Linked DNA regions of Sus scrofa: region 2 is linked to region 1. Evidence: chromatin contacts called from public HiChIP or PLAC-seq data. All regions are on one chromosome and are shown on one strand. The core of a region is the stretch at or near the end of the contact, and the rest is flanking DNA. Distances in the headings are between cores, read along the strand shown. Region 1 has its middle 73 kb from the start of ARHGAP29. Region 2 overlaps LOC102161380 (a long non-coding RNA gene).

Evidence for each region. HiChIP or PLAC-seq counts read pairs in DNA pulled down with a chosen protein or histone mark.
Region 2: an H3K27ac HiChIP or PLAC-seq map of skeletal muscle shows a contact between it and region 1. The contact joins two enhancer-like sites. A contact is called at or near these places in 1 of 5 promoter capture datasets (liver), 15 of 47 Hi-C or Micro-C datasets (alveolar macrophages, embryonic fibroblasts, fetal liver and 7 more) and 1 of 2 datasets of contacts at active chromatin or transcription factors (skeletal muscle).

What each region holds. Positions count from the first base shown.
Region 1 is chr4:123,005,746-123,011,936 of Sscrofa11.1, forward strand. No RefSeq gene overlaps it. Among named protein-coding and RNA genes, the nearest start is that of ARHGAP29, 73 kb to the right of the region's middle. Within about 2 kb of position 2,191, at least 37 of the 83 cell types and tissues checked have an H3K27ac peak or open chromatin away from gene starts, as enhancers often do. A contact at or near this core is called in embryonic fibroblasts and skeletal muscle, where this site is marked.
Region 2 is chr4:123,060,698-123,066,751 of Sscrofa11.1, forward strand. LOC102161380 (a long non-coding RNA gene) reads right to left here. Exons shown (of 4, transcript XR_303244.3): 3 at 4,172-4,255; 4 at 1-1,187. Among named protein-coding and RNA genes, the nearest start is that of ARHGAP29, 18 kb to the right of the region's middle. Within about 2 kb of position 1,969, at least 15 of the 83 cell types and tissues checked have an H3K27ac peak or open chromatin away from gene starts, as enhancers often do. A contact at or near this core is called in embryonic fibroblasts and skeletal muscle, where this site is marked.

The DNA.
Region 1 (6,191 bases), core at 941-3,440:
TGTGGCAAACATACCAATTTAAAGAATAAGCAAATTCTTATTGTCATAAAACAATTGTACTTTCTCCCCACCGCCTCCCACTAGTTAAAGAATCTTCCATCCCATTAGTTTTAAACACTGATATCATCCTGATGTTAGTTGCAAACCCTTTCACATGTTTTCTTTGAAAAGGGGATCTCATGAACACACACTTTTTTCTTGGTCTTAAACCGTCTACGCTCGCTGATACTTGTGCTCTAGATGTTTCCGGTGGCTTCTGGTGGGACTACTTTGCTCACCCATCCAAGCTTCAATTGTTGCCCTTTCTCTGAGATAGTCATGAAGAGTTTCCCATCTGGAATTTGCAGTGTTCATGAAGCAATCTCAAAGAACCGCGTGAAGAGAGAGCTGCCGGCAAGTTTGACACTTCGAGGTAGAAAAGGGGTTAAGTTAGGAGCCACAGCAACCAAACAATAAGGCCCTGACAGAACCCGAAGGAAAGCCAGCATTCCTAAGGCCTCGCTGGCCTCCTCAGGCCCCCACCCCGCCAGGCCTCTTTTGTTGCTGGCTCGTTTCCTCCGATTGTAATTCATTCTGTATTCCTTCCTGCTCCTCTGTCCTGGCTAATTGTTCTTTTCCCACACGACGAGGTTTTAATTTCCTTGGGTTATCGCCTTATCACCCACGTCTACACTTCCTCCACTTCTTCGGACCTGCCGCCGCTCACCAGTGACTTTGAGGGACCCCGGCACCGCGGCCTGGCTGTTCCTTGGTTTGCCCATCGCCGAAATGGGAGCATCACCCCTCCCTGTCCCTCCAGGGCAGCTGCACTGAGATCCAGCCCTTCTGGGACAGGCTTACCCCAAACACACCGGGGACAGGCCGAGGTCCGGGACAGTTTAATGACCCTTCCAATTAGTTTCACTGGCAAAGCTGGAAGCTGCAAGCAAGCCTAAGTCATTTGTGGTTGTTATTGTTGTTGTTTGTCCTTATTTTTAGTTTTGTGAGGCAATCCAGCAATAACAGATTTTAATGATGGGGCGCAGTCCCTGACCAGATTAATTTTCTCTGGGCTCGAAAACTCTGGGTGGCCTTTTGAGCAAATGCACCCTCTCTTTTCTTTCGGGGAAAAAAGAATCCTTTCCCCCATCATGACGTGGTGGTGTTCTAGGAACTCCATCGCGCTGCACAGACCCAGTAACCAAGTTTCTTTGCAGAGGGTTAAGAGGGAAATCTTAATTTTGGAAAACTACAAGCCCTGTTTTCTAAAAGCCTCCTGCCAGGATTCCATCGGAGCAGTGGGGCGCCCAGCAGCACATGGGGGGGTCACTGATCCTGGGCATACAGATGGGGTACAGGCACTGCTGTCCGGTTTGGGTGTTTTTGCTCTTGCAGATCTGATCCTTCTTTCTCCTCGGGGTGCCCAGGGTTGGGGCTGGGGCGGGAGGGGAGTGATCAGTCCTCGGACTGACTGAGGGAGGAGGCGGAGTGTAGGCCTTTGTTTTAAGACCACGGTTCTGATTACACCTGACGACTGAAACTTGATTCCCACAGAGCAGGCTGCACCTTATCTTCTTCCCCCAGTGACGGTGAGGGCAGGAATGCAGCAGGCATTGTCACTTTGATTCCATTTGTCTACTGCTGACGATGATAACAAAAATAAAAGTTCATTTTTTAAAATCGAAATTTGCTCCAGGGGGAGTTCTCCCATCTGCCTTTTTTTTTTTTTTAAATATTGGGCAACATAGTGAGTTCTCATCTCAAGGCTGAATCTGCTGGCTGAGATTCTCCTGGTTCAAGTATAATCACATTTAATAAAAAGTCTGTCTGCCTGAGAAAAAGACCCACATAGCCTGAGCTGTGGCCACGATTCTGTGGTATTTGGACTCATGTCTGTAAAAATATTTGGACACCAGATGGTGGGTTGTTAGGTGCATTCATCCCAAACCAAAAGTTTAAAAAAAAAAAAAATGCACACACACAAAACATGGGGAGGAGGGGAAAGTCATCACTAGTTTTTTTCCCAGTCGTGTTGCATGAGTAATGGTAAAAGCAACAGCTAAAACAATAAGATTACTGTGTTGAATTCTTAGTGCGTTGTCAGGAATAAAGACTTCAAGCCGTGCTGGAAATATTTTCTCCCTCTGAATAACGCATACCTTAAGCACAACTCACTTGGACAGCTTACCGAGGGAACATATTTTCTAAAAAACAAAATCATCCTGCTGGTGGCGGAAGCTATATGGGGTGACCCATCTCCTGCCCAGGACTGGATGGAGAAGGAGCCAAATTAAACACTAAGCCAGCAGCCTCAGGCCGCAGTCATTCATCCAAAATGACTTTTTCTCTGCAGGTTGATTTTGTTTTTAACAGTCGCTTCTCCACTCTCTGCTGTAATGGGTGGAGAGGCAGAGGACGAATAAAGCAAAACAGGGTTATAGAAAACTAAACTGTGGAACATATGATCGAGTTGTGGGAGGGTTGTTATTTATGTCACTTGGTGGTCATGTCCCACGGGGCTCCGGCTGTGCTTTTGCTTTCGTGTCAGAGCAAACGTGAGCTGTTTTCTGAAGGAGACCTGGCTCGCGCCCAGGGGTGCGCCTTAGCTGGCCTCTTGACAGAGGTAGGTCGATGCAGGCACCTGGCCTGGTTAGGGATCTGCCTTTTCATAAGCATTCACCACACTCCTGGTTACACACTTGCATCTTACCAGAAATACAGAGTTTAGGAGTTCCCATTGTGGCTCTGTGGTACTGAGCCTGGCTAGTATCTGTGAGGATGCAGGTTTGATCCCTGGCCTCGCTCAAAGGGTTAAGGATCCAGTGTTGCCCATAAGCTGTGGTGTAGGCGGCAGACAAGGCTCAGCTCCCGTTGCCGTAGCTGTGGCTGTGGTGTAGGCCGGCAGCTGTAGCTCTGACTGGACCCCTAGCCTGGGAACCTCTATATGTCGCAGGTGCAGCCCTAAAAAAAGAAAAAATGAAATACAGAGATTATACATGTTAGGTCTCTGCCAAACAATTTATCCTTGACTTCCCTGACGCTTGATTCTTACTGACGTTTCATTGGAGAAAATTATACAGATGGGAGGAAGCACTCTTTTTTTTTTTCCTAGATATTTAAAATTTTCTCTTTGGATCAAATCAGATAAAGAACTTCATATTTGGGCGACATTACTCTGTTCCCTCAGTTCAAGTACGATCTTGAACTTTGCTGTTAGGCCCTAAGTGAAGGCTCCTCGAGCGACACCGTAAGAAAGAGTTATTAGACACTCCCTGTAAACGTTATTTATGACATCAGTGTCCCTTTCAAAGATGCACGGGGGAACTTCGGGGCTCCAGTCCAAGCTCCATCTTACAAAACATCTTCTCGAATCCTTGACCGGTTCGGCTTCTTCATTGCTCAGAGCCGAATCTGTGACCCTCTACAGTAACTGCTTGAATCCCTGTGGTTGGAATTTCTGTGCAGTGGCTTTATTTCTTGCTTCACTTTACTAGCTTTTTCTCTTTGCACTGATTTATCTCTTTTGCAAGGTTTATATAAGTCACCTCAAATGTATTTCAAAACGAGGCAGGGATTCAACAGATACCGTCATCATTCTTATGGCATTTCCGGAGCAAACATCCACAAGAAAACACCCTTGGAGATACATCCAAAAGTATGAATGATTATGGGAGAACATTTTTAAATGTTTTAATTGCCCCTATAATTAAGACTTGGAGATAGGACAGCTCTTTTAAATTAATTCGACTGAGGCACAGAGGAAACTGAAGGGCACGTTGATCTCAGACTCAAAGACGAGGAAGAATCAAAAACTCTCTGTCGGGTAGGATGCTCTTACTGAGAAAACCGGAACTCCCAAGAAGCGAGCAGGATCCCATCCGGCCCTTCCCGGGATGGAAAACGGTCCTGGCAGGTTCCATCTGGAGGCCTCCTTCATCTAGAGGGAAGGCTGCTCTGCTGAAAGAGTGAAGCAGGGGGAAACTTCATTCTCCACAACACAATTTAATGCTTCACACCCCCTTTTTCATATTGTTTATGTTATTAAGACGATGCTTACATTTGAGCAAGCCGTAACTTGATCCTTGTATTCACGCTTAGTAAAGATGCTTATTGATGCAGATAAAGTCTGTCAAATGCATTCAACAGTGTGCCTGGCACTGAGCATAAGCGAAGGAGTCAGAGGCCCTGTCCTCAATGAGCTCAGCCCCTTTAGCCGCTATGTTTGTTCATGTATTCAGGCAATAGTGAGCATCAGAAGACAAAGCTGTAAGAAGAATTATGAGAGGGCACCTAAATTACAATGGGTTGGAGGACCGAGAAAGCCTACCTGAGGAGGTGGCATTGAGATGCGACCTGGAGGATAAGGAGCTGGCCCAGGAGCCAGGATGGGAAGGGAGGAGGCTGAGCTGATGGAATAGCATGTGCGAAGCCCTGCGGTAGGAAAGGGGTGGCGGGGTGGCTGGAGAGCAGAGAGGGAGGGCCAGGGTGCGTGAGAGGAGGTGAGAGGGTACCTGAGGAGGCCACACTGTGGGACAACACTTCTTCTTCCCCCTGGTAGCCTCTGGCCCATGCCCTTCACCTGCTTCAAGCCTTTGCTCCAGCCACTTTCTCAGTTAGATCTGCCCTGACCATCTCACCTAAATTGTAACAGCCCCTTCTAATATAGTATAATACATTACTTATTTACGTATTAGGTTTCTTGTTTGCCTCCCCTTACCCTCTCCTGTAAGGCAGGAAGAGGAAGAAAGTAGGAATCTTTATCTGCTTCGTTTACTGACATATTCTCAGCATTCACAACAGCCCTCGGCAGGTACTCAGTCAACAGCTGTTGAATGGAATTAAATTGAAAGGCAGTGAATGTTTTAAGCATGAATGTGACCTTATCCCATTAAATAGCTCCAGATGCTGAGTGAAAAGGATATTTTAAATCAGAAAGACACTTTTCTGCATTGGGCCACATGAACCCCAAAACCAGGCTTGGCCAGGAAGATGTGGAGCTTCTGTCCTTTTAAAATCACCCGGGTAGAGAAAGAGACAACATGGGCGTTACGGAGGCTTCAGGCTCCCTGGCGAGAGGCACAGAAGGAAGCCCTGTCGGGTCAGGTCAAGCTGGGAGTGCACTCTGTGTGCGTGCCTACCAACAAAGCCCCAAATACCTGGGATCGCCCAACGACAGGTCAGAAAGTTGTGTTTGTGCCTTGCTTCTCTTTGCTGGGGCTTTGCTACTGCCTTGAGGAAGAAACTGTTTATTTTTCCTATCAGATTTTTTTTTAATGTTCAGGTTTCACTCAAAAGCAAAGCAATTTGTCCCAGTTAACTCTTTTTAAGGCAGTCTGTTGAAAGAGATGGCCTCGGGAAGGGGCACTCATACGCCATTAAGAGCTGTGTATTAGTTACACAGGCTCAGGCAGCCTCCTCGGGGCTGATTCACTCATTCAACAAGTATTTATAGACCATCTTCTATGTGAATGGCCTTGCTGGGGAATTAAGGGAGCAGTTCGTATGCACGTTCCTTATAAAGCACATCTTCTAGTTGAGGAAATGACATAGGTGCACAAGAAGTTAAATAGAGTCACTGATGCCAACGGCGCCCCCAGGCAGCTTGTGAGTAAGAGCTAAACTGGTGCAGAGGCCAGGCCAGTTGTTTCCTCTGCCTCAGTCACACAGTAATGCAGTGACTTCGAAGTACCACCTTCAAAGAACTGACCGTTATCAGAGATTATGCCTGTTGTGCTTCTGGAGTGTTCGAATGTCTTTTATAAGAGAATTATGACAGTGGCATTTTGTTTTGAGTCTTTATTTTGGCAGCGTGAAAAATGGACAGTCCTGTATTGGGCTTTGCTATTATTTTGAAAAGTCTTACTGGTCTGTTAAATCTCCTGAACTAGAAACTGCTGCTGCTGCTGCTGCTGGGGGCAGCGGGAGGACGGGAGGCGTTCATTGCCCGCGTGGGGTAAGCCGGCGGGATTCTGATGGTCAGACTGGAGGCACAGGGACATCCTATTCTTTGTTGAATTGAATCCGCCCATCCTCTGTGCAGAGGGGCTGTGCACCACGCGGAGCTGACGCTGGGGACGGCCAGCTCAGAGTCCCCGCTGCGGGGAGTGTGTGGGAGGGACCATGGGGAACCTGTGTGAAGAGTAAAATTGGGGCTGAGTACAGAGACTCTTGGATGCCAAGTAAGGAGCTCGCCGTACTTGCCGCTCAATTTT
Region 2 (6,054 bases), core at 719-3,218, 55 kb after region 1:
CTTTAGAGCACTCTTATTTTGGATTGCAGATAAACCAGACACACAGCACCACAAACCTCCACCTTCCGTTACTGCAGTTTTACAGTCTGTTGAGATGGAGGTCTAGCTGGCCCAGGTGCATAACCCTGCAAAGCCAAATGAGACCCGACCTTGTTGAAACACACGCGAGGGGTTATTACCTCATTATTAATTGGGATCAGTGCTGTCATAACCCATGTGCCTTGATTTATAAGGCCTGTCAGAGCTTTTGCACCAAGAGAACTGGGAAAGGAGAAGCAGCAGAGCTGGGGGTAAGAAGGACCAGCTAAGCTAGAATAATGCGTGGTCCATGCATCCGTGTCTAACACGGGACTGGATGCTCAGGATCACCGGGCTGGCATCAAGAATTCTAACCTGGTGGAGTTGGGCAGCGGCTGTTGGGGGTCTTGCGGCTGGTTTTTTCCCATTTCAAGATTAGAGACCCATTTGCCTCAATTAATGGTGGGGGAGGGGGTAAAAAGACGGCGTCATAAGGATGTAGGATGTAAGAAAGTCAGGGAACACTCTCAACAGCTGCACAGTTGTGCTCCAAAGACCGTCCTTTAAAAACTAGAAGCTGCTTTAGACGACATTGCAGCCTGGGTTATCCTGGGGTCCTCAGGCACCCATCAGCCTGACGCCAATGCTCTGCGGTTTTTACAATGATGAAGTAAAAGTCTTTGCTTTTATTGTTTCTGCCACTTAAGTTCCAACTTGTTTTCTTCTTTTCATCTCTTGGCTTCTGCTCACTGATAGCATCTGCCCCCTCATGTCTGTTTTTCTGTGTGTGTCTTTTCAACTTCTGGCCATTCTACCAACAGCAGGGGCTCTCCAAAGGCCTCCTATTTAAACTCTCCATCATAGAAGGTCTCCTTGGTGTGGATGCGTGTCTCCTTCATCACTGAGCAGCTCTCGCTGGCCAGACTGCTTCACAGGACTCTGACAGGCCTATGGATGGGCTGGCCTTGGATGAGGCATGCAAATTTGGCTGAATCAGCTGAGGTGAGGATGCAGGAGCTGTGACTGGCTTTCCTCAGAAAAGGCAATGAGTATTTCAGGAATTGAGAGTATAAGAGATTTCCACCCGATGCAGAGAGTCCACTCAATCTGCGGCTGTCCCCAGCCCGAGGTGAGAGTAAGCCAGGGATTTGCCCTTGGAGAATTAGAAGCTGACGAAGAAGAGAAAGGGAGTCAGACACCTGTCAGATAAACAGGGTACATGTGGTGGAGAATGGGAAAAGAGCTCATGTGTTCTCCGGTACCAATGACTCACCCCAGCCATATCAGATTCCCAGCTTAGGACAGTATGACTAGCGGTGGTGGACTGGTGGAGGGATTCCCTCTCATTCCTTCTCTGGGTCAGGATTAGCTCAGAATGGAGCCCTATTGAATCAGCATACTGGATGCCTCTGTAGAAATTCCACAGATGCTTTCGCATTACATAGGGAGGGAACTTTTCCTCCCTGGAGTGTTTGTTCTTTAACTAATAGTGGGTTAGGAAATACCTCTTGAACTTTTGACTTGTGAACTCAGAATTTAAATATTCAACACAGATTCCTTTGTTGCATCCTAAAAGGGCATTACGGTATTTAATTTTTTTTCTTTATGTGAGCGTATTAGCTTCCTGTGGCTGCTATAACAAATTACTATATACTTGGATGGCTGAAAACAATAGAAATTTACTCTCTCACAGTTCTGGAGGCAAAAGTTTAAAATCAAGGCATTGGTGGGACTACGCTCCCTCTGAAGTCTCTAGAGGATAAGCCTTCTTAGCCTCCTCCAGTTTCTCATGATTTTTGTCTGAAGCCCTTGCTGGTCCTTGGCTTATAGCTGCTTTGCTCTGATTTCTACTTATCTTTATGTGGCCACCTTCCCTCTGCATAGGTCTCCATTGTTCTTCCTCTTCTTGTAAGGATTCCAGTCAGCAGACTAGATCCTCATCCAAACTATTTAGTATGATCTCATCTAAACTATTTACACCTGCAAAGACCTTATTTCCAAATAAGGTCACATTCTCAAGTTCCAGGCAGAAGTGAATTTGCTGGGGGGAGGGAGAGGGACATTATTCAACCCAATACAACATGTTAAACATTCCCCCAATCTTTGGTCAAGTTAATAATGGAAAGAAAATCCTATGCTTTTCTTTGACCCCGTTAGATGAGGTCTATTTGTTACTTGTATCTCTAGAATGGATATGGGTTATAGAGATGCCTGGGGTTATGAAACCTTTAATCTCTGACCAGCTACCTAGCATCACTATAGCTTTGCAAAGGCTCTGAGTAGACAAGACACCTGGTAAATGAACACTACTTATGACTAAGTGGGACTTTGGCTCTAAATTCCCATGGGGTCCCCATTCCTAAAGATTTAGACCGAACCACTGGACCTCTGGCCTAGAGTCCCAAATAAAGGCAAGAAAATGTCTTCTTGCAGACACAGGGTCAAGACTATAATTTTCCATAGTGACAAGAGATCCAAAAGCACGTAGGCAAATGAAAAATGGGAAGAGAAAGTTGATCTCTCCACCTTGGGAAGCAGTAGATAGAGGATAAAGGCATGGGCTTTGGAGTTAAGTATGTCATGATTTCAGATCCTGGTTTTTGCCACTGACTAGCTGGGTGATCTTGTTCAAACTTATTAGTCACTTAAGTCTTAGATTCCTCATCAGAACCATGGAGATAGAAATATCTTCCTCACAGAGCTGTTGTGGGGAGTAAATGAGATCAGCTAGGTAATGCATGCAGCACATGGGAAGTGAGCACTAGCTCTAAACATTACTAAGGGCTAGAAGAACTGGTTTAAGAAGCTCATATCATATCTCCTGCCCCACACTCATTTCTGCTGGAACTTCCTAGAGCAAGAAGGCCCTCTCATGTGAGAGGCACCCTCAGACCCTCTGTCACCAGCTACAAAAGAGAAAAGTTCTCCAAAAAGACAAATCAAAGAGCACTCTCATTTCAGCTGGAAGTTTTGACCTAGAGGTTGAAAACCAGCAGCACCTAGACCAGATCCTGCTCCCTATGAGTTTTTCTTGGCCTGGACAAAATTTTTAAAAATTGGAATTTGCTGGCTACATTAAAAAAAAAAAAAATCCAAAGATGTCCTTTAACCCCCAAATTTCTGGCCTGAAAAATCAAAAGACCAGCACTATAATACCTAAATTTTCCAATGGCTAGGGTGCCCATATATTGCATCATACAAATGGGCACACTTTGACAGTGAGAAGAGACTCTATTAATAATTATGCCTGAACAGCAGGCATTAACAGAATCTGCCTGAGGCAAATCAGGGTACGTAGTTGGTCACCTGCCCATGACCTCACTGATCTGTGCCAAGTAAGAATAAATGCCTCCCGCACAGGGTCTGACTCTCTCAGTTTGCCCCTACCTCTAGGGTTTTGAGATTTCAACTTCTCTTTTAACACTTTTGTATATTACACCTAGAAATTAGTCCTCCATCACCAGCATCGTACACCTCTGATCTGGGCTTCTATCATCTTCCTTCTCCAAGAGGGAACGAGTGTGGGGTGAGTGAGTCATGGATCAGTGCATACACTGGACTTCATTCAGGTGCTATCACAGATTCTGACAGAATTGCCAATAGCATAGTGACACCTATGTAATGTCAGTAACACTTGATCACCATTCGGTGTCTTGTTAATTCATCCTTCTCTGCATCTGTAGAGCATTTATCATTGGGCTATGCCACATGTGTCACAATAATTATCTGTAGACATTACAAGATTCTTGAAATGCATTCTGAATCATACAAGGATTGATTTGAGAGGAATATTAAACAAATTCTCTGAAGATTCTTAATTTTCAAGGAGTTCCCATTGCACGAATAGACTGTATTTTAAAAGTTTGCCAGAAAGTCTAGCATAAAGAATCCAAAGGCAAATTCCATAGAAATAATGTTGTTGCCTCCCTACCCTACACACATAAATACCCCCCAATAAAACATATGTATTATAAAATAAGTATATTATAGAATAACTAAAGATGAGTACTGGATCCGAATCTACTATCCTGGGTGTTCGTAGTTGGAACTCTTTATTCATGTAAGGAAAAGTATCTTCTAAAAATTCTTTTTTAAAAAATACTCATTCTTTAGGAATTCTGAAGCAAGGCCAGTGGTGGAAGAAGTAACTTACTGAGATTTTGAGGCCAGTTTCCTCTTCTGCCCATTTGCATTGGCAAAATGTTTATTCATACAGCATTTGTGGGAGAGGTATAACCTGTATAATAAATATTGAAGTGTTTTACAGAAGCAGACTCATGGACATAGAGGAGAGACTTGTGGTTGCCAAGGGGGAGGGGGAGGGAGTGGGATGGATGAGGAGTTTGAGGTTAGTAGATGCAAACTATTACATTTAGAATGGAAAAGCAACGAGATCCTACTGTGTAGAAGAAACTGGCACAACATCGTAGATCAACTATACTTTGATTAAAAATTTTTTTGGAATAAATATTGAAGTCTTTTATTACCTAGAATACTTGATGAATACAGAAAATGCTGCTTGTTGATCAAAGTGGATTATTTGAAAATGAGTGTGGGATAGGACTATTTAGAGCTGGTGGGTGTATTGGAAAGAGTCCTACTTGAGACAGGTGACCTCGCTTGAGTTCAATCTCTGTTGAATTTTGGGTAAATAGCTTACTCTCATTAAGATACAGCTTTCTTATCAGAAATCTGAATGAGAATGATGACAATAATTCATTTTTCACAGGCATTTTTGAAGATAAATTGAGATAATGTTGTTTTGTATACTATGAAATGCTAAAGAACCAAAAATAATAGAAAAGTAAATGAATGCTTATCAAGCTCTTATGAATAACCACGCACAGTGATGGAATTACTATTATTAGCTAGCCACCAATACTACTGGCAACTAGACTGACTTACTATTTTAAGAAGCAGTATCCTTAAAATTGCCACTCTCAAGCCTTTCTCTACTGGATACAAATGAAGACGCCAGGGCATCCTTCCACTCTGGGCAGAAACCAGTCGGCCTCCTCCCACTGAAAATACTCACAGAACACCAGGCTTGTAAACATCCTGCCTTCTGATTTTAATGATAATATTACAATGGATGTGATGCTGCATCCTGGCCTACACCCCAGAGTAGGAGTGGCATTGACTCACTGTAACTCGTGAGTATTATAAAGAAGAAATGGCCCACTTAAATGGATAATGGCAACTTTCAGCCACACTGGGACTTAATATTTCTATGGGGTAGGGGAAGGCAATGGTCTCAGGTCCAACTAGAACCCATTAATGGTTCTAATAATAGTGAATCCATTATTATTTGATTCCTAGGACCTAAATGGTATTGTCTTACGGGCTAGGTTGTTATGGCTGCCATCACAAAGTTCTACAGACTGGGGGGCTTAATAGAAATGTATTTTCTCACAATTCTGAAAGCTAAAAGTCTGAGATCATGGTTGGTTTCTTCTTTTTTTGTTTTGCTTTTTTGGTTTTTTGTCTTTTGTCCTTTTTAGGGCTGCACCCGTAGCATACGGAGGTTCCTAGGCTAGGGGTCTAATCAGAGCTATAGCTGCCGGCCTACATCACAGCCACAGCAACACCAGATCCAAGCCACATCTGCGACGTACACCACAACTCATGGCAACGCGGGATTCTGGACCCACTGAGCGAGGCCAGCGATCGAACCCAAAACCTCATGGTTCCAAGTCAGATTCGTTTCCACGGCGCCATGACGGACACTCCGGTTGGTTTCTTCTTAGGCATCATGTAGACGGCTGTCTTTTCTGTGACTTTGCATGGTCTAGACCTGGTCTCCCTGTCTTCACATGGTCTGAGAGTGTCTATGTCCTAATCTTCTCTTCTTATAAGGATTCCGGTCATACTGGATTAGAGCCTACACGAACGGCCTCATTTGGACTTAAATACCCCTCGAAAGACCCTCTCTCCAAATACAGTCACATTCTGAGGTACTGGAGGTTGGGACTTCAACATATAAATTTTGAGGGCACAAAATTCAGCCCCCAACACTTTGATAAGTCAGTGATCTGC